3 separate regions of the Sus scrofa genome follow, and all the other regions are linked to region 2. The links are chromatin contacts, called in public Hi-C maps. All regions are on one chromosome and are shown on one strand. Each heading gives the region's core, a stretch centred on a gene start, on an enhancer-like site or on the middle of the called end of the contact. The rest is flanking DNA. Distances are from core to core; before and after follow the strand shown.

Evidence for each region. Hi-C and Micro-C count contacts between places; a contact is called where the count stands out from the background.
Region 1: a Hi-C map of fetal skeletal muscle shows a contact between it and region 2, with 3 times the contacts expected there. The contact joins the enhancer-like site here to the promoter of MTMR4 in region 2. A contact is called at or near these places in 1 of 5 promoter capture datasets (liver), 11 of 47 Hi-C or Micro-C datasets (alveolar macrophages, embryonic fibroblasts, fetal liver and 4 more) and 2 of 2 datasets of contacts at active chromatin or transcription factors (alveolar macrophages and skeletal muscle).
Region 3: a contact with region 2 is called in a Hi-C map of embryonic fibroblasts, with 4 times the contacts expected there. The contact joins the enhancer-like site here to the promoter of MTMR4 in region 2. A contact is called at or near these places in 1 of 5 promoter capture datasets (fetal liver), 16 of 47 Hi-C or Micro-C datasets (alveolar macrophages, brain, embryonic fibroblasts and 8 more) and 2 of 2 datasets of contacts at active chromatin or transcription factors (alveolar macrophages and skeletal muscle).

The regions. Positions count from the first base shown.
Region 1 is chr12:34,838,341-34,842,270 of Sscrofa11.1, forward strand. It overlaps TEX14 (inactive serine/threonine-protein kinase TEX14), which reads right to left. Exons shown (of 34, transcript XM_021067278.1): 22 at 1,750-1,831. Among named protein-coding and RNA genes, the nearest start is that of C12H17orf47, 37 kb to the left of the region's middle. Within about 2 kb of position 2,296, at least 9 of the 83 cell types and tissues checked have an H3K27ac peak or open chromatin away from gene starts, as enhancers often do. A contact at or near this core is called in fetal skeletal muscle, where this site is marked.
Region 2 is chr12:34,768,880-34,772,848 of Sscrofa11.1, forward strand. MTMR4 (myotubularin-related protein 4) reads right to left here and starts at 2,436. Exons shown (of 20, transcript XM_005668984.3): 1 at 2,225-2,436; 2 at 1,176-1,235; 3 at 1,028-1,064. The coding sequence starts at 1,030. It overlaps SEPT4 (septin-4), which reads right to left. Exons shown (of 11, transcript XM_005668982.3): 11 at 3,897-3,969.
Region 3 is chr12:34,866,834-34,870,716 of Sscrofa11.1, forward strand. TEX14 (inactive serine/threonine-protein kinase TEX14) reads right to left here. Exons shown (of 34, transcript XM_021067278.1): 10 at 3,880-3,883. Among named protein-coding and RNA genes, the nearest start is that of C12H17orf47, 66 kb to the left of the region's middle. Within about 2 kb of position 1,703, at least 28 of the 83 cell types and tissues checked have an H3K27ac peak or open chromatin away from gene starts, as enhancers often do. A contact at or near this core is called in alveolar macrophages, brain, embryonic fibroblasts and 3 more, where this site is marked.

The DNA.
Region 1 (3,930 bases), core at 1,046-3,545, 69 kb after region 2:
ACCAATATTTAAAATTGAATATTGAGTTCCTGTTGTGAACCAAATCTGACTAGCATCCATGAGGGCACAAGTTCAATCCCTGGCCTTGCTCAGTGGGTTAAAGATCTGGTGTTGCTGCGAGCTGTGGTGTTGGTCACAGACACACCTCAGATGCTGAGTTGCTATGGCTGTGGTACAGGCCAGCGGCTACAGCTGTGATTCGACCCCTAGCCTGGGAACCTCCATATGCCATGGATTCAGCCCTAAAAAGCAAAAAAAAAAAAATAAAAATCAAAGGACTTCTCTTGTGGCACATTGGCTTATGGATCCATTGTTGACATTGGGGCAGCTTGGGTCACTGCTGTGGCATGGGTTCAAGCCCTCGCCCAGGAACTTCCATATACTGTGGTTGCAGCAAGGCAAACAAAACGAAACAAAGTTAAAAATCTGAAATTAAAAAGTAAATTAAAAAGGAAAGGAGGCACAAAGATGTAGTCTCCCTCAGCCTGGATTTCTGATAGACGGTTATAGTACAGAACATTCCTGACCAACACATGATGGACATGGAACATGAGTACAAGATAAATTTTTATTGTTTTAAGTCACTAAAACCTGGGGGTTGTTTGTTACGTAGCATAATTTAGCCTATTGTGACTGGTATAAGTACTGTGCAACCTTAGGAAAAAATACTTTAACTTTACAAACTTTGCTTTTCATATTTGCATAATTAGAGAATTGTTATATAAATTATATCTGACAAAACAGAGTACCTGGCATATGGTAGCTACTTAGGAAAACTAGCTATAATTACTACAGAAAGGAGATTGAGGCCCAGAAAGGGGAAAGGAAAGTGTTACTGTGCACCAGGCACTCAGCATCTATTATTAGTTTTTTAATTAAACTTTTCATCTTGAGATAACTATGTATATTCAACATGCAGAGAGAGTGTGTGTATATGGGGGGGGCAGGTGTTGGGTTGTACTCGGGGCATACAGAAGTTCCTGGGCCAGGGATTGAACCCTTGCCATGGCAGCGACAATGCCAGATCCTTAACCCACTGAGCCACCAGGGAATTCCAACATGCAATTTTAAGAAATACACTTTACCCAGTTTCCCTTGATGGTAACATCTTGCAAATCTATAGAACAATATCATAGCCAAGATATCAATATTGAAATGATCAAGATACAGAACATTTCCAACACAAGGACCCCTCACGTTGCCTTTTTTTTTTTTTTTTTTTTTTGCTTTCTAGGGCCACACCCGTAGCATATGGAAGTTACTAGGCTAGGAGTCAAATCAGAGCTACAGCTGCCAGCCTATGTCACAGCCACAGCAACTCAGGATCTCAGCCGAGTCTGAGATATACACCACAGCCCATGGCAACGCCAGACTCCGACCCACTGAGCGAGGCCAGGGATCGAACCCTCGTCCTCAGGGATACTAGTCAGATTTGCTTGCGCTGCGCCACTACAGGAACTCCTCTTATCGCTATTCTTTAATTGGGGAACTAGAGGAGAAGGGTTGAGAAATCTGACCAAGGTCATGCAATTAGAAAAGCAGAGTCAGGATCTGAATACAGATAATGACTCCTTTTCACAACTCCTCATGATTCTGCTGAACAAGTCCTGACAAAGCGAAACTGCTCAAAGTTTATTGTTATAACATGGTGGCCATTATATACGAAGATGACAAACAAATACAGGGCGTTATCATCATTTAACAATACTTCCAGGAATCCAAAACTGTGAATAAAATAATAGCATATACCTTTGTATAGGTTGGAATTGAGACCTGGTCAAAATTTCAGCATTCTTTCCAAGGCTTCTTCTCATTTGGAACATTTCTTCATCTAAAAGAACAAGGTAAATGCATTTTTAGTGACTTTTTGCCAACTCAGATTATAATTTTCATTCCCTAGAATTTTCCTTGGTCTGGTCCAGAATGAGAAATAATCTTCTGGACCAAACAAAGTGCTTCCTAACTGGGTTTGGATAGAGTACTGCGGAAGAGATTTCTGCTCTGAAAGTTTATTTTCCTTGCTCAGAGGGGAGAACTATATTCTGACACTCCGAATACAATCAAGCCATTTACTGGCCTTTCTGTTATAACTGCACGGTTATTTCTGGAGACAAATGTTGTTTTGTCTTTTCAGGAAGGCGAACTGACCTGGTTCCTGTCAACAGACACCAGGGGGCGTTGAAACCAAGAACCGTTTGTTCACGAAAGATTCCAAACAGAAAAGACCATTAGCTAGGCATTCCCAGAGTGCTAACTGTGTCTCTTGGCCACCAAACCCTCCTTCAACAGTGGGGGTGGGGTCGCGAGTACTAAGGAGCGAATTCAACTGTCTCTGCTCTCGCTGGCATGAAGCATGGGCAATTCCTCCTCCCCTCTTCTCGGGAAGATACTTTCGCAGACTTCTGGGCACACAGGGCCAGTATCCCTTTCCTTTCCCACCGTTATACTGCTGTGGTTTATAAAGAAGGAGGCAGAGAGACCAGCCTGCCCTGTTGGCAAATGCCCATGATCCCCCTGCCACTCTTTAGGTCCAGAAGGGAGTCTGGTAGGCAGTGGGAGGCCCACCATGACAGTGCCATCTTGAGCAGAAGCCAAGACACTTTGAACCCCCACTGATGCAGAAGCAGTGAGGTTCTTCTTGCCATCCTCTTACAAAGGCCAAGGCCTTAGAAAGCATAAACAAATCCCCCCCTTTTTTTTTGGTCTTTTTAGGGTCGCGCCCACAGCATATGGAAGTTCCCAGGCCAGGGGTTGAATCAGAGCTGTAGTCACTGGCCTACGCCCCAGCCACAGCAATGCCAGATCCGAGCCACATCTTCGACCTACACCATAGCTCATGGCAACACTGGATCCTTAACCCACTGAGTGAGGCCAGGGATCGAACCTGTGTCCTCATGGATGCTAGTGAGATTCGTTTCCACTGAGTTACAACAGGAACTCCACAAATTCCTAACAAGATCAATTTAGAGCTGGAGGGGAACTTAGAGATTTTTAGAGTCTGTCCTTCTGCTTTATTTTATATGAGGGGAAAGTGGGGCACTGAGGGGAAGTGACCTGCCACGGTCATGCAGGAAAAAAAAAGTGGCAGAACTGGGCTTGGAACCCAGCATGCATCCCCGTTACCGCTGTTGCACGGCCTGTTGTGGAGAGAGAGGATATATATCAGAGCCCTAGTGGAAAAGGGGGAAGAAGGGCTGAAGGAGGAGACAAGCAGAAATCAGGTTTCTATATGTACTTCCGATGTCTGTATCCAAGGAGCCCTGTTTTCCGACTTTCCTGCCCCATAACTGCTCTATCCTAGGCAACCCCCTTCCAGACACAAGTGAAGTGGTCATGCACAGGCCAGGCTCACACACAACGTGATCATGGTTCAGGATCCACAGAGAGAATCAGCCGCCAGAGACCCAGGTCTGGAAACTTTAAATACATACTGTCCTGAGAATTTAAGTCTTCATATAAAAGCTTACAGCTTAAAATGCTTGCGACTATGGAGTTCCCATCGTGGCGCAACAGAAAACGAATCCGACTAGGAACCATGAGACTGGGGGTTCGACCCCTGGCCTCGTTCAGTGGGTTAAGGATCCGGGGTTGCCATGAGCTGTGGTGTGTGTAACAGATGTGGCTCCGATTTGGCACTGCTGTGGCATAGGCTGGCAGCTGTGGCTCCAATTCGACTCCTAGTCTGGGAACCTCCATATGCACTGCAGGTACGGCCCTAAAAAGCAAACACACACACACACACACACACACACACACAATGCTTCTGACTGTGATAGGGACCTGAATCAGGTTAGAAATGGAAGCTGGAGTGTGCAACGGCAGGAAGCAGGGAGTAAGTTCAGAACCCAATCTTGCTCTGCCTGGGTTCAGACTGAGGCAAGACCATGGACCAAGCCACTTGCCTCAGCAGGTGTCTAACCCTGGTTTTAA
Region 2 (3,969 bases), core at 1,186-3,685:
AGTGAGACTTCAGGCTTAAAGAGAAGGTCTGCAGTTCACCTAACGTACTAAGTGGTGGTGCTAGGACTCAAAATTAGACCAGGCTGACTCTTTTCAGGGTATCACAGAAGAGAGAAAAGGAGAGGGGCAATCTGATGGTGGAGGCCGGGGACCAGCAGGCTTTCTGAGAAGAGACCAGAACAGTACCGCACACACCACACCCACATGTCTGTGGAGGGAAAGAGTGAGTCCCCTCAGTAACTGAATTCCTTGACCTGTCCCTAAGCATAGGACACATGAAAGAACTAAAGAGATACAGCCAGAGCAAGGGCCTAATCTGGGCCAGGGCCTGCAGCTCTCCACTCCTTCTCATCTCACTGTTTCCTCCTCCTAGCTCGCCAGGGTTAAGGGGTTCCTTGAACTTGGGGTGAGGGAAGGGAAGTTATAGTTAGTGGAAATGTTATGGGATCATTATAACACACACACACACACACACACACACACACACCACACCCATAGTGATATTCTGGCCACCTTGAGGGTGCTCTCCTGCTATATATCCAATCAGCTGTTCCTACAGAGGCTTATCAAAACAGCGGCACATTTGGAGCCAGAGAAGTCCCACAGTTTTAGTGGAGTCACTCCCAATAAAGCACCCACAATATTCAAGGAACCCATCAGGAAGTACAAGAATCTTGATATAAAGGAGGCCTGGTTTTTTGGACCAGGCCAGAGAGCTGCAACCAAGGACCCAAGAGAAGAGAAGTTCTGGCCATTATGAAGGGCTCAGGGAGCCAGTGTGGGGAAACCATGGCATAGCACGTGCAGAAAAAGACTTTCAGTGGCGTCCGGTACCAGTGCTGTATATTGGCTGATGACGTTTTGCAACCTAAAGAAACCCTAATTTATCTCCAGGGCAGATGAACCTGTTTGGTTGCTGAACAGAGTAGCCTGAAGCTCAAGGTCCAGGAGGGGCGGGTCAGCTTCATGGAGAAAGATACAAGGATTACAGAAAACACAAGCGTCTGAGAAAAGAGAGGGTACTCACCATTCTACCGTGGTGAGGGTCTGGCTGCCTTTTCTCACTGTAAAGACCCAGAGAAACACAAGAGTAAAGAGCACCATTAACACCACCATAGAATCAACAAACCATCACCACACATCTGCTCCTGAACTTCCCCACAACTCTTATTCACCTTCTTCACAGTGATTCCAGTCTCTCCACAACTCACCATGCCAGACAGAGGCAGTGGGAGCTACACGGGGAGAAAGCAACAAGTGATTCTGCAGAGCATGAAGGCAGCAACAAAGTTCTGGAGCAGGACTCAAGCATCCCGATTCCCGGACCCAGAAGGAGAAGTAAAACACTCCAAACCCTGTTCTTTGTGGGAGAGCAAAAGACCTGCCAACTCTGAAGAGACAGAGGCTGCACAGCCAGGACTCATTTCTGGCCCTGGTGGAAACATAAATCCACCAGAGGAGCGCACGGCCAGCCTCTGAGTCTGTGAGTAGCACCCACCTGACCTGTTTACTGGGGCAGAGTCCAGAGCAGAGGACAAGAGGGAGGGGACCACAACCTGTGATCAGAAGGCAGCAGGGCTGGACATGTTCTGCTGAGTGTACTTGACACCAAGTGGGGTGCAGGTTAGTGGGAGGAGTCCACACAATGGGGATAGAATCAGGCCAGTGCAGGCCTCAGAGTCAGTGAGCGTCAAATGGGCCCAAGCAACAGACATGTCAGGTTGAGCCGTCTGGGCCCACTTAGGGAGCCGGGCCCAGGTTTGAATGACACTTCTCCATGCCTGCTATTCGAGCTCAGAGGCAGTCTAGGAGTGTGCCTTGCCGAAGGCTGCGGCTACAAAAGCCTCCATCTGTGGTCCTACCCGCCTCCCTGATCACAGCCCACCCTTCCTCATGGGGGAGCCAGCAAGCGGCAAGCCAGAGGTGCTGCCTCACCGCCCACTGGCAAGCAGCCTCAAGGAAACGGAGGGAGAGAGAGACGAGAACTAGGCCTGGGAGACCCAGGGTTCCTGGACCTAGGGTATCTGGCCACGGGGGGAGGCGGGTCAGGCTGACAGGGGAGCTCAGGTGCCCAGGTTCTAGGGGCGGAGCCTAAAGACTCGGAGGCGGAGCCCCGAATGACAGAAGGCGGGTCTCAGGAAAGCCGGTGGGGCCGGGGCGGGGCCGGGCAAGACGCGGTCGTTGCGGTTCCCAGACTGGCAGTGTATGGGGCACGGTGACTCACCCAGGCGGCGTCCGCCCGACCCTCCGAAGCCGCGCTCTCACCACTTCCGTCTCCCGCAGCTGCTGAGGCCGCGCAGCTCCGACCCCCCACCACGGTGCCCCTCTCCCCAACCAATCCTATCTCTGGTCTGTGCCCGCCCTGGCCAATAGCCACACCAAGTCCCGCCCTGCCCCCCACCACGCAGCAGCCGCCCTCACTCTTCACACCGCTCATTGGTCAAGTGGGGCAGACGCCCTCCCAGTCTTGAGCCTATCGGATGCCGGAAGACAAGACTGTACTGGCAGGGAGGAGGCGCGGCGCCGAAGAGAAGACGCGACCAATGGGAAATCACAGCGCGTCCCTGCAGCAGCCAATGGGAGAGCAGTAAAAGGGGGGCTGCTGGTTAAGGCTCCAGGGGCCGGAAGTGGGGGCGGTCTGTCGCCTACTGGTAGCGCAATTGAAGGCGGGGCGTTCTCACAGCCACTTCCGGTGATCACCCCGCCTCTGGTGTACTTTTCAAATAGATCCCGGTGGCACCATTTCTGGTTTGATTTCACTGTGATCGTCCGTCCCAAAGCCAGAAGCGGGAGAAAAACCCCGAAAGCTAAGAGAGGGCTGAGGGCCTGAGGCTCCTTCTCGGTCTTCGACTGGCTGGGGGAGGTTTTCCCTTCTTCCGGACACCTTGACGTGTTCCTCCAGGACCTCACTTTTCATCCGCGAACCGACCCTGGTGTCCGTGACCTGAATCACATGCCATCAGTTTTGAGTAAAAATCTCTCACTTGAGAGATGAGAATGAGACTGCCACTAGCTTAGCTGCGACCTTCTGGTCTGAAAAGGCTGTGGAGAATAGTTGGCTCCTCTCTCGCTTCTCTCTGGCTCCTCCCCTTGCCTTGGGAGACCCCGGGGAGCCAGAACAGGCAGCAGGGCGGAGGGTGGCCGCTGGAGGTCGCCGTGTCCCAGCGATACCACCAACCCGACAGAAATGGTGAACAGTTGACTCAGATTCTCAACTGATAGCTTCAGTTTGGAAATGGGCCTGAATGCTTTAATACCAGGCCCTGGGGCCAAAATGTCTTCACGTGTCTTTTCATAGGACATTGGGACATTTACTACATTTAGCAACTTCCAGGAAAACTGGAACCTTATGTGTGTTCACTGCTTTAACTCGAAGATTTAAAACAGTATCTGCAACCTAGCAGATAGATGCTTGATAAATATTTGGTAAATAAATACTGAATTATTCCAGGACAATGATTGTATTTTATCCATTCCTGGCACTTACTATAGTGTTTGGTGATTACAGGGGTTCCAACATTTGTTCAGTGCGCTGGCCTAGGCTTCCTAGAGTGCAGAGCTCAATTCTGAATATCCCATTCCCCAAATCAGGAAATACAAAGCTGGGAGGCTATTAATACTGTGTTTTCTCAAGGTATCAAATCCAAAACTTCTGTGGAAGTACTGTATGTGGGAAAGATGAGCAGGGCCCCAGATAATAGATGCATGATAGATATGATCAGGAAGATGGTGGTGACTAAACCCTGCCTCTGGAGGGGAAGGTTCTCCCCACCCTCCCTTGGCTAGTAAAGGCCAAAACCAGCACCCTCCTCTGGCAGTCTTTCAAAACGGGTCCTAGGATCTTCTTGGTCTCCAGGAGATGGAAAGATATCGACAGAAACACCAGAAGCCACCTATAGATTTGTTAAACTTTATTTCTTCTGAGTCTCTGGGGAGGCAGCAGGGATGTAAGGTCAAGTGGCAGTAGCT
Region 3 (3,883 bases), core at 453-2,952, 97 kb after region 2:
GAGGTTGCGGGTTCAGTCCCTGGCCTTGCTCAGTGGGTTAACGGTCCGGCGTTGCCATGAGCTGTGGTGTAGGTTGCAGACGCGGTTCAGATCCCATGTTGCTGTGGCTGCGGTGTAAGGCCGGCGGCTACAGCTCTGATTGGACCCCTAGCCTGGGAACCTCCATATGCCGCAGAAGTGGACCAAGAAATGGCAAAAAGACAAAATAAATAAGTAAAATAAAAAGCAGGTAACCAGAAGTTCTTGTTGCTGGCCAAGGAAAGCTTTTAGAGGATGGGATGGACTCCTCAGACTTAGACCAAACTTGCCTAAGTAATATTTCTTGCAACAGAAATTTTGATAGATGGCAGTGAGTTCAGGAAGCCATGAAGATATGACAGCTGGTATTTTTACAACCTTTAGTTGTACTGCTAAACAGGCAGGTGTGGCTAGAGACATGTGAACAGTGTGGCTACACACGCAAACATCATATGAGTATCACAGGAAAAGCCACGGAGTGTTTTATTGTCAGAGACACATTCTGAGGACCTCGCCTACCTGTCTGTCTCTTCGCACTGCGGGGCGACTGTCCAAGGGAGACACTCGTCGACCTTCTCAGGCCTCGCAGGCTGCCTAAAGGGACAAGTCACTTAAAACCAGGATTTATATCCTTTCTCTTCTACTTTCATTCACCTTCTTCTCTTGCAAGCCCTCTTCCTTCTCTGTTAAAGCTAGTGGGGTGCAGGAAGGGGGCTTCTTTCCTGGCTGTGATTCTGGGGTAGTTTCTTTCTGGGCTTCAGGTTTGACATCCTTAAAATTACATTTGGCTACGGCTATGTGATACCACTTGCAAGGTCAATTCCAACTCTAAAGATTCCATTAAGAAGGAGCTGAGCAACAGGAGAAACAGCTGTACCATTTTTACACCAAGAGACTACCCTTGACGATGATATTAAACAACTGGACCTGTCCAAATCGAGTATGACCAAAAATAAATGTGGAATTGACAGCTCTTTTGGATTCTTGGATAATCGACTCATGTTGTCAGCTGTTAAATGTTGTTGATGAACGTTACTGCCCAAAGTTCCATTCTGAGGGCCACAAGCTCAAAATAAGTCACACCTTCCAGCCCAGTTACCTTGCAGCCCCTCACCTAGCCAGTGTGTGAACTCCAGTTTCTCGGGGCATCTCATATCTTTCCCTTCTATTTTGGTTCCTTGGTCACCACCAGGCCCTGCCCTGTGGCCTCCTGGCTGGACTTTCTACCTTCAATCTCCAATCCATCCTGCCTCTACAGCCAGGAGACATCCTCTACCACTTATTCCAGCCACACCTGGCTAACTTCAGACCATCTCTTCAACTCTCTGGGCGCCTGTTCCCTCATCTCCAGGGGACAGGTGTGGGCCTGGCCATCTCCACAGCGCCATTTCACTCCAGGACTGACATTTCTATTGGAGAACTCAAGTCAAAGAGACTGTTATACCTCCAAGTCAACAACAGATGGCGCTGCATCACTGGCAAACAACTTGGGCCCGTTGCCACCCTTTTGAATGGCCAAACCCTTTAGACTGCTCCTGAACCCATGGCCAAACTGACAAAGTTTTCCCTTCAGCTAGACTCATGCATTCACCTCGAATGCTCCCTGAGCACTTCCCGTGTGGCAGGCCCTGAGCTGGGGGCTGAAGGTGAACAAGCTCGCCATCTGGTGGAGCAGACACACTGGACGGCAGGGCAGTGAGATATGCTTAGGGATGCAGGGAGGGGACTTCAGCGTAGGCTTCGTGGGGTGTGGTGGGAGGCTGCATTGGGATTGAGTTTAAAAGGATAAACATCGGTGGTGGCGGCGGGGGAGGGGGGTGGTATTCCAGACGCAAGGAGGAGCAGCAACAGGAAATGGCACGGACTGAGAGTGCCTTCACGTGGCCAGGCAGACCAGGAGCCAAGAGGTTGACACTGTGGGCAGAGCCCACCCAGGAAAGCTTCTCACTCTGCAAAGTGCCAGGACTTAATCTTACAGGCGACGGGAGCCACTGGCATTGAGGAAGAACCAGACCTGAGGGCAATTGTGGTCTGGCCTCCACGGCTCCCACGTGGAAAACTGCCCCGGTCACCCCCTAACGGCTTCTCTGCTTCTCTCGTGTCCCAGCACAGCCCCTTCCCCATATGCAGGAGCGAGGGGGATCTTCTTAACCCGTAAGTAAGCCCGGACATCATTCTGCTCAAATGGTGTTCTTAGGATTAAATTCAAAGTCTTCCCCAAGGCCCACAAGGCCTGGCCCCTGCTCCCCTCTCCAGGCAGACAGCAAGCGGCCCACAGGGCCGGGGACGTGAGTCTTTCCACTTCGTTCACTTAAAAACCACGCGGCGCTCCTGCCGTGTGGAGGCCTGTTCCAGGTGTCTGAGATATGGCAGCAGGCAAAACAGAAACGCCTGCCCTTGCAGGGCTTTTCATGTAGTGAGAGAGGTAAGAAGCAAAGACCTGCTGAGAGGCTCAGAAACAAAGCTCCGGTGACGGTGCCGGGTGGCGGGCGAGGACAAGGGGAAGCGGAGGTAAACAGATCTAAGCTGGGGTCTGCCTGTGGCTGCCGCCCCACAACAGCTCAGGATCAGCCCTGGGCCTGAGGCTCAGCTCTGTGGATGACTGTGAGGAAGCACGAGGGGGCAGCCGGGAGGCAGGAGACAGGGCCAGCCCTCAGCTGCAGGGAGGACTCTGACTCCTGCCAAATGGGAGATGAAGCCCATCCACCGACACCTGAACCAGCCCAGCCCACACAGGCAGGACCTAATGGTCAAAAGGCTCACCAGCAGCCTTCACGTCTCTCTCCTTCCAGGGGACACAGCTATGGGGCCTTTCCCAGCCTCCCTGCAGAGAAGAGGTGATTGGGCTCTGGCCACTGCCAAGTGGGAAGCAGTGATACACTCACTTCAGGTGGTCCCTAAACCCCACCATGGGTCCCTCCATGCCTTCTCTTGCTCGTTGACCAGCGATGCGGAGGACACAGCGAGGGGCTGAAGCCTGGGGGACGGTGGAGCCACAAAGCAGAGGAACGCAGTGAATGAACGTCCCCTCACCACCACCACACCCACACACATGAGTCAGAAACACCTCCGCTGCATGACATCACTGAAAATTTTGAAAATTTACACATGCTGGCTAATATATGCTCATGCTTGTTAAATGTTTATTAAAATGAGAATGTCCAGAAGTTCCCGTCATGGCGCAATGGTTAACAAATCCGACTAGGAACCATGAGGTTGCGGGTTTGGTCCCTGACCTCGCTCAGTGAGTTAAGGATCCAGTGTTGCCGTGAGCTGTGGTGTAGGTTGCAGACGCGGCTCGGATCCCGCGTTGCTGTGGCTCTGGTGTAGGCTGGTGGCTACAGCTCCAATTGGACCCCTAGCCTGGGAACCTCCATATACCGTGGGAGCGGCCCCAGAAATAGCAAAAAGACAAATAAATAAATAAATAAATAAATAAATAAATAATAAAATGAGAATGTCCAGAATTCCCGTCGTGGCTCAGCGGAAACAAATCTGACTAGCATCCATGAGGATGCAGGTTCGATCCCTGCCCTCGCTCGGTGGGTTAGATCCAGCATTGCTGTGAGCTGTGGTGTAGGCTGGCAGCTGTAGTTCCAATTCGACCCCTAGGCTGGGAACCTCAAACAAAAAATTAAAAATAAATGAATAAATAAATCAAATGAGAATGTCCTGAACAGAAACAACTTCCCCCAAAGTCCCTCTAACTTTGGCAGACAGGGCGAGGCATTTGGGAAACCTGCTTCCCTGATAGACAGTTCAGCCCACCAGGGAGGAGTCCTGCCCAGACCAGATTCTCTCTCTCCAGCAAAGCACCCCCAGGGAGACCCTGTTTGGAAGTCCTGATGGAGGTGCACCCACCTTT